3 separate regions of the Mus musculus genome follow, and all the other regions are linked to region 3. Evidence: chromatin contacts called from public promoter capture Hi-C data. All regions are on one chromosome and are shown on one strand. The core of a region is the stretch at or near the end of the contact, and the rest is flanking DNA. Distances in the headings are between cores, read along the strand shown. Region 1 holds the start of Tmem134 (transmembrane protein 134). Region 2 holds the start of Rad9a (RAD9 checkpoint clamp component A). Region 3 holds the start of Pcnx3 (pecanex homolog 3).

Region 1 (3,060 bases), core at 282-2,781, 1.6 Mb after region 3:
AGATAAACTCAAGGTGTATCTAGGGACTGAGGTTAACCCCTGCAGGATAGAGGGTCCAGAAGGAGGTCAAGGGTAGGGGGTGAAAAGGAATTACAGAATAGAGTGTGTGTTAAGAGGAATGAAAGAGGGTGGGGACTGGATTAAACTGAGGATTCCTAGAAGACAGAAAGCCTGGCATTGATAAGGTGGAGGACCGGGGCACTGGGGTAAGGTGACCCAGCTGGACAGCAGATCCCATGAGAGAAGCAGGGCTAGGAATCCCTGTAAGACAGGTAAGTGCATCTGGTTGGGACTGGGCAGGTCCTTGCAGACAGGAGCCTGAGACACGGGGCCTGGGATAAGAAGGGTGGGTCCCCACCTGGCCCTGACCTGGTGCTGACTCCCCCATCCGGCTCCGGAGAGGCCTGGGCTCCGTCCTCATCATTTTCCAGGTTCTGTTACAGGACATAAGGTTCAGATAAGCTTCAGGAATGGGCCTTTCCACTGCCCTCTGGGGGGAGGAGAAAGGCAGCCTGACAGCTTCTGCCTGGCACATCTGGCAGCTGCTCTCCTGCCTCTCCCTGCCCTCCCAGCGGAACCGGTTTGATGATTCAGAAACCAAAACCTGGGTAGGAAGTAGGTGGCTGTTGGGGGCTTCAGCACAGAATCCAGCAGGGGTGGGCTGCCAGCATGGATCCCAGGAGCAGGTGACCACTCAAATGAGGCTCTCAGGATTTTTCAGGGACCCAACATAGAGACTTTGGATTTGGTATAGCATAGCACAGGCCTCTGGGTCTTACGTCCTAAAGAACGATAGGGTTGGGGGAAGCTACCTGAGACAATGATTTATGGTGTGGTTTAGTATGAAGAGATGGGCAAACACATCATGTGTGGGGACCTCCACTTTTAGGGTGATTCTCAAAGCAGAGGGGATGCGGAGGCTCCATAGGTCACGTGATCTGGGGCTCAAGGGATGCTGTAAATATCGACAAGGTCTGGTTCAGATTGGAAGTACTCCCCAAACTCCTCGGAGTGATATTGGGGTGTCAGTCTTCAAGACAGGTGGGTTCTACACTGTTGCTAAGGCCTGGGTTCCTAGTCCGAGTTTCCGGCTCTCCACAGCTGCACTGGAACCGAACTCAGAGCTCAGAGGGCAAGGACATAAATCTGGATGAGCAGACACGTCTAGGGGACAATTTTCCGCTCCGCTGGGGTCTCTAGGCAGAGGCTCCGGAGTTAGAATTCTCCGGGGCCCGGCCTGGGGTTCCGCCCTATCCTGGACAAGAGGGTGAGACGAGCAGGGCCGTTCACCTGGTAGCGTAGCCGGGACTGCTTGTCTTCATCAGCCACCTCGAACCGAGCCCGGCGTTCGAAGTGCAGCGGCCCGAAGCGGGCGACCCCGCTGGACTCGGGCTCAGGCCCCGCGTCCTCCAGGGTCAGCTCGAAGGCATCATCGATGCTAAACTGGGGGCCGGGCGGCGCTCATGGCCCCCGCCGGCCTAGGCGCCCAGCGCCGCCGCCATTTGAGCCCGCCACGGCCCCGCCCACCAAACAGGGCCCGCCCTCACAGGGCCCGCCCCGTCTCCCTGGGAGCGAAGATCTGCCCTCTACAACCGCCCCGCCCTTGCCCGCTCCTCCTCTGCAGGCCTGAGCAGCAGAATGCAGAGTTGCTTCGGGATCGCGTCAGAGTCTCGCGGGTAGCGGGACTCGCGGCGCCCCCCAGAGGTTCCCTTGGTGAGCGACAGCCCCGGCTGTGACCAGGACCGATCTAAGCTTGTGCTTGTAAGGGAGGGGGGAGGGGAGGAGGGGGGACGGAGGGACGGGGTGTGTGTGGTGTGTGTGTGTGTGTGTGTGACGGGGTGTGTGTGGTGTGTGTGTGTGTGTGTGTGTGTGTGTGTGTGTGACGGGGTGTGTGTGGTGTGTGTGTGTGTGTGTGTGTGTGGTTGCTTTCTCTGCCCAGGGGTGTGAGGTGTGTGTGTGGTTGCGTGGTGTGTGTGTGTGTGTGTGTGTGTGTGTGTGTGGTTGCTTTCTCTGCCCAGGGGTGTGAGGTGTGTGTGTGGTTGCTTTCTCTGCCCAGCAGCTCAAACCTCATGAGGTAGCCTGGATTCCAGTCCGCACTCCAGTGCCATAGAAACTCTTGGACCTGTTCCTCCATCCTACTCACCACAGCTTCCAATGGAGGGGTGTCCTTGTCATTTTTCAGATGTGGACACTGAGGCTCAGAGCTTATATTGTTTTCTCCAATTCAGAATACATGGGGCAGCTAAAGTGATTAAAAAACAATCTTTCTAGCACTGAGTCTGCATTCCCTTCTATCTTTTTTTCTTTTTTTTTTTTGGTTTTCTTGGAAGAGGAGCTCCCTATTTAGCTCACTCTGGCCTTGAATTCCTGATCTTTTTGCCTTAGCTTTTATAGTACTGCTTTCTCTTCAGTGCTCAGGAGTGTTTGGAACTGAATAGATGTATAAATAATAGTAAATATCGGTGGCAGTTTGTCAAAGTGCTACGTCTGAAATTTGAACCCATATCTTTCTAGCTTACAAAGTGTTTGCCCTCCTCCACGTCCAACCGCCCTCACATTTTATGATCTCCCATAAAGAACTGAGTCAACCCAACTTCTCATTTTATGGTTAAAGAGGCTCCTCTCTAGTTGTGGTCATTCATTCCCCCCCCCCCATTCCCTCCATCCCCATCTTCCTCCCCTCCCCTTCTTCTCCCAAGACCTGGCCTCACTGAGTTTCAACCCAGCCTGGCTCTTACGTGGCATTGTCTTCTGTATGGATGTGTTTGCAGTGTACAAACATGGGCTCCTGTATCAAGTGCATTCTGTTGTTTACATTTTTCCATTTTTCCACTCAGTGCTAATGGTTTCCACATGCATCTTGTTTGCTGTTTCTATGAGCTGTAGGCGTGGTACCATTTGGGCTTCCAACACTCAGCTCCGCAGCAGTCAGGCTGAGGTTGGCCTCATGCACACATCACTGTTGTCTCCTGTGAATGGTGGGAGGCCTCCTTTTCCAGCAGGTGGATGTCCAGGTTGTAGGGAGTGTACCTTGGCGATTTCCTGAATTGTGGTGAGGTG
Region 2 (3,114 bases), core at 176-2,675, 1.5 Mb after region 3:
CTGTTGAGCCCAGGAAGAGAAGTCAGCATGGGAGAAGCAGGCTACAGCCTTGGAAGCAGCCAGAGTGGCCGCTAAGAGCCTGGCAGGGCTATGGAGATAGGTGATCATGTGGGGTAGGAGACAGTGAAGACCTCTGTGGGACCTGGATCCTCAAAGTTCCTGATCAAGAGACTGGACTTTGCCAGGAGAGTTAAGCCCACCGGGGGGGGGGGGGGGGGCGGGTCACTGAGGACTGTGTCTGGACAGTGAAAGGAGGACAGTGGAGACAGAAGGAGGGCCACTTTGCCATCTGTTTGGGAAATGAAGCAGCCAGAATCCACCGAAGACGTGAGCAAGTGAGGAGGAGAGGATGCTGGTAATCCCCTAACTCCCAGTCTAACAGAGAACTGGACACCTCTGCGTTGTATGCAGCTTGCCTTGGATGTGGAAAGGGAAAGCCGCCTCCTCCCCGGAGGCTCTAGGAAAGAAGCACTTGGAGAGGGAGAGGAGCCTAGAAAAACAAAGAGGGGCTAGGTAACAAACACACCCTCCCCACTACCCACAGGCCCGCAGGGGGATGGGCAAGGGTTGCTCTAGGCATTTGAACTACCTCCCAGAGCAAGGTGAATGCGTCCCAGCTGAAAATCTTCATCCTTCCACACTGTCTGGGTAATTGGTAAAATGTACATAAACCAAACCCCGCGTAGTACTTAAGCCTTCCCAGGGCTTCCCAGTTCATCCCTTCAGCTCTGCCTCCCCACCCCTTACCGCACAAGGCTCGGGACACCCCATTCACCCATATTCGCCTACCCCCATTGTGCTTCTGCTTCTGCCCCTCCTTCTGACAAGTCCATCCTTCCACCCTTTTCTGTCCCAGAACCTTCTCATCTTTCCATGTATTTACGAAGGTCAGTGAAGGATCCTGAAAGCAAAATGAACAGCCCCTTCTCATCGCTCTTGAAGCGAGTTACGTTTTTTGAGGGGAGCTGGTGGTTGCTGCCACAACAGAATCCCCAGCCCAGATTGAGCGCGGACTATCTTGATTTGACCCTGTAACCCCACACACTAAAGTTAGCGACCCGGGAGGGTCTACACTTCCCACGTTAGGGCTCTGGTCCAGAGCTCGATCCTTGGTGCAGACACCTTGCTCCTCCATCTAGTATGCCCTTCACCTATGCCCAGTGCAGCCCAGTGGAGCTGCAGAGCTCTGCAGGGTGTGCAGGGCTCGGGTTCGGGTGGGAGAATCAGACCTGAGGAAGGACACAGGAGCAAGCCCTCCGCAGTCACGTGACCCGGGCCACACCCAATGAACCGACTAGATCACGTGACACCGAGCTTAGGAACGTTTTTCTCACGTGACGGAGAAACCCCGGGTGAACCAATAAGGAAGCGGAGGCCAGGCCGGCAGCGGGGAGGGGACGGTGCGCGGGAAGGGAACTTTAGGCAGTCGTAGTAGCTGCTGGGACTCATTATATGTCCTATCCCGTCCCGGTTCGTGTGCAAAACAAGCTCGATTTTTGTGCTTATGTACTATGAAGTGCCTGATCACCGGGGGCAACGTGAAGGGTAAGTTTGGACCTACCTTGCAGCAGACCACGTGAGCAAGCCCCAGGAGTCCCCCTAACCACTTTCTGTTCTCCTCCCCGCAGTGCTGGGCAAGGCTGTCCATTCGCTATCCCGAATCGGGGACGAGCTCTATCTGGAACCCTTGAAGGACGGGGTAAGGGACTGGGACGCAGGGATGGGGGCGGATTCAATGGTGAATGGGGAGCCTAGGCTTGGTGTTCATTCGGCCTTACAGGGATGGTGGACAGATATTCCGGCGCAGTTTATTATCTCTTGGGTTGTTCGGACATCGGCTTGGGCCCAGTCTTCTGAGGCTGCATGTCTATACAGAGGGTACTTGCTCTTCCTAGAACGCCTAGTGGCAGGCAAGGTGGGGCTAAAGTAACTTAAGGGAAAAGCAATTTTGCCTGCTTTTTGTGTCTCAGCTCTCCCTACGGACTGTGAACTCGTCCCGTTCTGCCTATGCCTGCTTCCTTTTTGCCCCACTCTTCTTCCAGCAGTACCAGGCGGCTTCCCCTGGTCAGGACCTGCTGCGCTGTAAGATCCTGATGAAGGTAAGGGCCACCTGAAGCAGCTCCACAGCTGTGCCTCTGTGCCAGGTACTCAGTAAATGATGAGTTTGACTAGGGAGTTAGTCTCATATGGGAGCTATTCCATGCAACATGCAGTGAGGTAAAGATGTTTAGACCGTAGAGGGCTATCTAAGATCTGTGGAGAGGGTGGTGACATTGGTCAAGAAAAGGTTAGTGGCCCTTCCCAGCAAAGAGACCAGCATGGGCAAGGCAGCATGGGAGTGTGCAGACACCACAGCTTTGTGGGGCCAGTGATGGGGCCAGGGCCTACATGGGATGTAGAGCTGGGCCGTGGAAGCAGTGTGCCAGACTGATGTCCTACCCTGCCCAGGCCTTCCTGTCCGTCTTCCGCTCTCTGGCAATTGTGGAGAAGTCTGTGGAGAAGTGCTGTATCTCCCTCAGTGGCAGCCACAGCCACCTGGTGGTCCAGCTCCACTGCAAGTATGGTGAGCAAGCGGCCTGCCCAAAGAGTTCCTCTGTGGGTGTGGAGGCAGTGGCAGTGGAGGTTGCCAAGCCCTGAGACCATTTCCCTTATCCAGGGGTCAAGAAGACACACAACCTCTCCTTCCAGGACTGTGAGTCCCTGCAGGCTGTCTTCGACCCAGCCTCATGCCCTCACTTATTGCGCACCCCAGCACGGTAAGCACCCCTGCTTCAAACTTCGCCTGAGTCTCTCCTACCTTTAGGGCTTTAATGTCATTCTAGGAATGCTCCATTTTCAGCAGGCCTGGCTAGCCTATGCCTGTCATCGTAGCAGTTCTTAGATTGAGGTGGGAGGATCAGAAGTTTCTAGGAAACTTCACTGGGAAGGCCATTGAGTTTCTAGGTAGCCTAAGCAGTGAGACTCTTTCTCAAAAAAAGGGTGCATGTGCTGGCGAGATAACTCAGTAAAATGGTTGACGTGCAAGCCTGAAGGCCTGGTTTTGAGTCCCACTTATATAAAAATGTGTATTAATTGGGTGGTGGTGGTGGTGGATGCCTTTAGTCCCAGCACTTA
Region 3 (3,233 bases), core at 723-3,222:
CACACGCCGACCAGCCAGGGCCCGGCTAAGAGGCCCACCAGCTGCATACTCCATCACCAGGCATAGGTTTGGCTCCTCCAGGCACACAGCTTTGAGGGCAATGATGTTGGGATGGGCCAGCATGGCAAAAAGCCGGGCCTCCTGTCGAACACTCTCAGCTGTTACACTGATGTCCTCATCAGGGTCCTGTCGGGCTGCCTTCACAGCCACCAGCTCCCCTCGCCAGCTGCCACGGTAGACCTTGCCGAAGCCACCGATGCCGATCACCTCCTCCAGTCGCAGCTCCTGGAAGCTGGCCACCTCACAGGGGGGTGGGCCTCCACCCCGAGATACATAGTTGGATGGAAAAATGCCCACCTGGCCACCCACCTGGCCCGCCCACCAGCCCTCATCTCCTGAGATGGCTGCATCCCTGGACAGCACCTCCACACGGTCGCCCTTCCTCAGGGCTAGTTCGTCCTGCCCATTGGGCTCATAGTCGAACAGGGCTGTCCAGACAGGATTGGCATAAGCTGCTGTTGCCTTCGGAGACCCCTCCGGCCGGACTCCACCGGTACCCCCGCCGCCCCCACTGCCACTGCCGTTCCATGACCCCAGCGGGCTCTTGAGGAAGAGGTTCTTCAAGGGCTCCATGGCAGGGAGCCGGCGTTGGAATGTGTGGGGGACCTTCTTCGGGTGCCCGTGGTATCCACCCCCGCTGGCTTGTGAGGCCCTAGAGCCGGAACCTGGGCATCCGGGCCCTGGCCCTCAGCCCCAGACCCACGCCTCTCTGGGGAGCCAGGAGTGTCGCCTCCCGGCCCCCCGCATCTCGGGCTTTTGGAGGAGGGCACCAAGGGCAGTGTGGTCAGGCTGGAGGGGTGGGGCCCACTGGCCTCCGGCGCCTCACCATGGCTGAATTGGAGCAGCAGAGTCCCTCAGTTCCGAAGTAGTCCTGGGAACCTGGCTTCAGCGCCCGCCTACCGTAAGGTGGGGCCTGCCAGGGTCAGCGCCCGGACTCTGGTTGTTGTCTCCAGGCACAAGAGGTAAGAGAAAGTCCCCAGTTGAGCCGAAGCTACCTCTTCTTGGGCTAGTGCCTTGGGCCCCGACAGCTCCGACCCCGGTCCCTTCTTCCTCCTCCCTTTGTACTTTGGCCCCGGGGGCGGGAGGCAGAGGTGGAGGGTGGAGTTTCACTTTTTTCCGCTCTTCTCCCTCCTGCAGGAAACAGCATCAGATGACGTGGGCGGGTTGCACCGCTCCCCTCCCGGAGGCTCCCGGCAGCTGTGCACGGGAGTTCCCGGGGAGGTTGGCCAAGAGAGGTAGAAGGCGGGCCAGGTAGTTCCTCCCGCCTCCCCCGCCCCCAAACACACCGGCACAACTCTAAGCCTTACGTTAGGTGCTCCTCTGCTCACGGTCGAAGTGGATCTCTGCAAAGACAGAGAAGAATCCTTGTGTCTGAATTCTCATCAGCCAAATCACCCTTGTGATTGCCTCAAAACCAAAATCTGGTCTTGGCTACGAAGTTGCAGAGCTCTTTAAGATTCGTTCTTTCCATATATGAAATAACAAGATACCCTGCTTTTCAGTGCTAGAGGGGGATGTGAACAGAGAAGTTTGGGACTTCAAAATCGGCTTACACTTGAAGCTCTTGGAACCATTTAAAATTATCTTCCTTTCACCCGAGAGGCAAAAACCTGAAACTGTCGTTCAGAACTTTGCCCGGGATTAGATTCAGAGTTGAAGGGCCTTCAACAACCTCTTCGTTAGTTCATCACTTGTCCTGTGTCTGTTACTTTAAGAAAGCCTATGTCATCCTGTTCGACTACTCAGGCCTGATCAGGATCACTCTCTGCTTCGGCTAAGCTCTGACCCGGAAGTAGAGGCGTAAGCCAAGCGACAACCATGATTTACGGTCTCGCACTAAGGAGAGGCGGCCCAAGTCGGGGGTGTGACCCGGTAACGCAAACTGGAAGTAGCCGTGAGGAGTCCCATTCTCCAGCTTTTCCCCGCCTCCTGTAACGCATTGGAAAAGCTTTGCGCCAGTCATCAAGTCGTTACCCAATGGCGACTCACCCGGCCGTCCCATATTTTGGTGGCTCTAGAATTTGACTGCGCGCGCGCCTAAGATACCTCTGCATCCCGTCACTTCGCTACTTCTCCGCGCTTGCGCACTTCTGCCGCCAGGTTTTCCTTTTCCGGGTCCCAACAGGTTCTAACGGGCGCATGCGCCAGTGCAGGCTGGCAGCTCGCGGCTCCTTCTTCCGGCCTCCCCTTTGCGCCGGCACCGGTAGAAGCGGGGCGAACGCAGAGCCCCAAGCGAGTGACCTGCGACCCCGGAAGTGGACCTCAGGGTCCCAAGGATTTCTCCGGTCCGGAGCCAAGGGACCTATCACTGGCACTCCGAGAGCACCTATTCCACGCCCACCTCTGGATGCCGCCGACGGGTGCCCAGCCCTTGCCCTGCGCCTGCTTTCAGGCTCGGCGCTTTACAACAGTTCTGGGCCACCGGAGGGGGCCCAGGCCCCGCCTCTGATGCAGTCCCACCCCAGTATCCCGGCCTGATCCGCTGACTGCCTGGGCCGGCCCCGCCCCCTGCCTGTGCCCTCACCCTACCAATCCCCTCCCCCGTCTGGGGGAGGCCATGGCGTGAAATCTAAGTCGGACCCCGGGACCCTCGGGCGCCAGCGGGGCATGGGCCGGGGGCCGCCCCCATGAGGGTCCCGGGAGGAGGGCGTGCGCAGCAGCGGCTGGGCCATGGGGTCTCAGGTGTTGCAGATCCTGCGCCAGGGGGTGTGGGCCTCGCTCACTGGGGGATGGTTCTTCGATCCGCATCAGAGCACCTTCTCCAACTGCTTCCATCTCTATGTCTGGATCTTCTTGCTCATCTTTCCCTTCTTGCTGTACATGGTGAGAGGCTGCCACCACCTGTAACTATGGCGAGAGGGAGTGTAGTCTGGAGGGATGGGCATCTTGAGTCCTGGGGCGTGGAGTGAAGCGAGTCACTGTAGAGTTCACTGTAGAGTTTACTTTGGTTTTATATAGAGGAAAGACCAAGTCTTTTCTGCATGGAGTGACCTTGAGCGCCTCATTTAATCTACCCGGTTAAACAGAGGGCTACCCCTAACAGGGCTCTTTGTACTGTTGCATGAAGGGGTGATGAAGTTTTGTAAACCGATGAATCCTAGTTCTTTACAGTGGTGGCAGGTACACCCTCAAGGGAGCAAGGGTTTTGTGAGAAAGGATCCAACTTAACTGTC

The links. Capture Hi-C pulls out chosen DNA fragments and counts their contacts.
Region 1: a contact with region 3 is called in a promoter capture Hi-C map of adipose tissue, with 5 times the contacts expected there. A contact is called at or near these places in 5 of 39 promoter capture datasets (cranial neural crest, embryonic stem cells, liver and 2 more), 2 of 484 Hi-C or Micro-C datasets (muscle stem cells and uterus), 3 of 130 datasets of targeted methods (astrocytes, cardiomyocytes and pancreatic cancer cells) and 3 of 9 other capture datasets (adipose tissue, liver and pancreatic islet).
Region 2: a contact with region 3 is called in a promoter capture Hi-C map of liver, with 3 times the contacts expected there. A contact is called at or near these places in 1 of 39 promoter capture datasets (liver), 1 of 130 datasets of targeted methods (pancreatic cancer cells) and 1 of 9 other capture datasets (liver).

The regions. Positions count from the first base shown.
Region 1 is chr19:4,124,431-4,127,490 of GRCm38.p6, reverse strand. It overlaps Tmem134 (transmembrane protein 134), which reads right to left and starts at 1,531. Exons shown (of 8, transcript NM_001078649.1): 1 at 1,451-1,531; 2 at 1,291-1,449; 3 at 370-434. The coding sequence starts at 1,465. It also overlaps a transcript of Aip not described here.
Region 2 is chr19:4,199,914-4,203,027 of GRCm38.p6, reverse strand. It overlaps Rad9a (RAD9 checkpoint clamp component A), which reads left to right and starts at 1,425. Exons shown (of 11, transcript NM_011237.2): 1 at 1,425-1,545; 2 at 1,629-1,699; 3 at 1,971-2,099; 4 at 2,449-2,563; 5 at 2,657-2,756. The coding sequence starts at 1,512. Gm30082 (a long non-coding RNA gene) reads right to left here and starts at 1,320. Exons shown (of 4, transcript XR_388289.3): 1 at 1,230-1,320; 2 at 790-901; 3 at 590-644; 4 at 1-490.
Region 3 is chr19:5,687,647-5,690,879 of GRCm38.p6, reverse strand. It overlaps Pcnx3 (pecanex homolog 3), which reads left to right and starts at 1,972. Exons shown (of 35, transcript NM_144868.3): 1 at 1,972-2,883. The coding sequence starts at 2,731. It overlaps Map3k11 (mitogen-activated protein kinase kinase kinase 11), which reads right to left and starts at 1,749. Exons shown (of 12, transcript NM_022012.3): 1 at 1,614-1,749; 2 at 1,368-1,403; 3 at 1-1,191. The coding sequence starts at 633.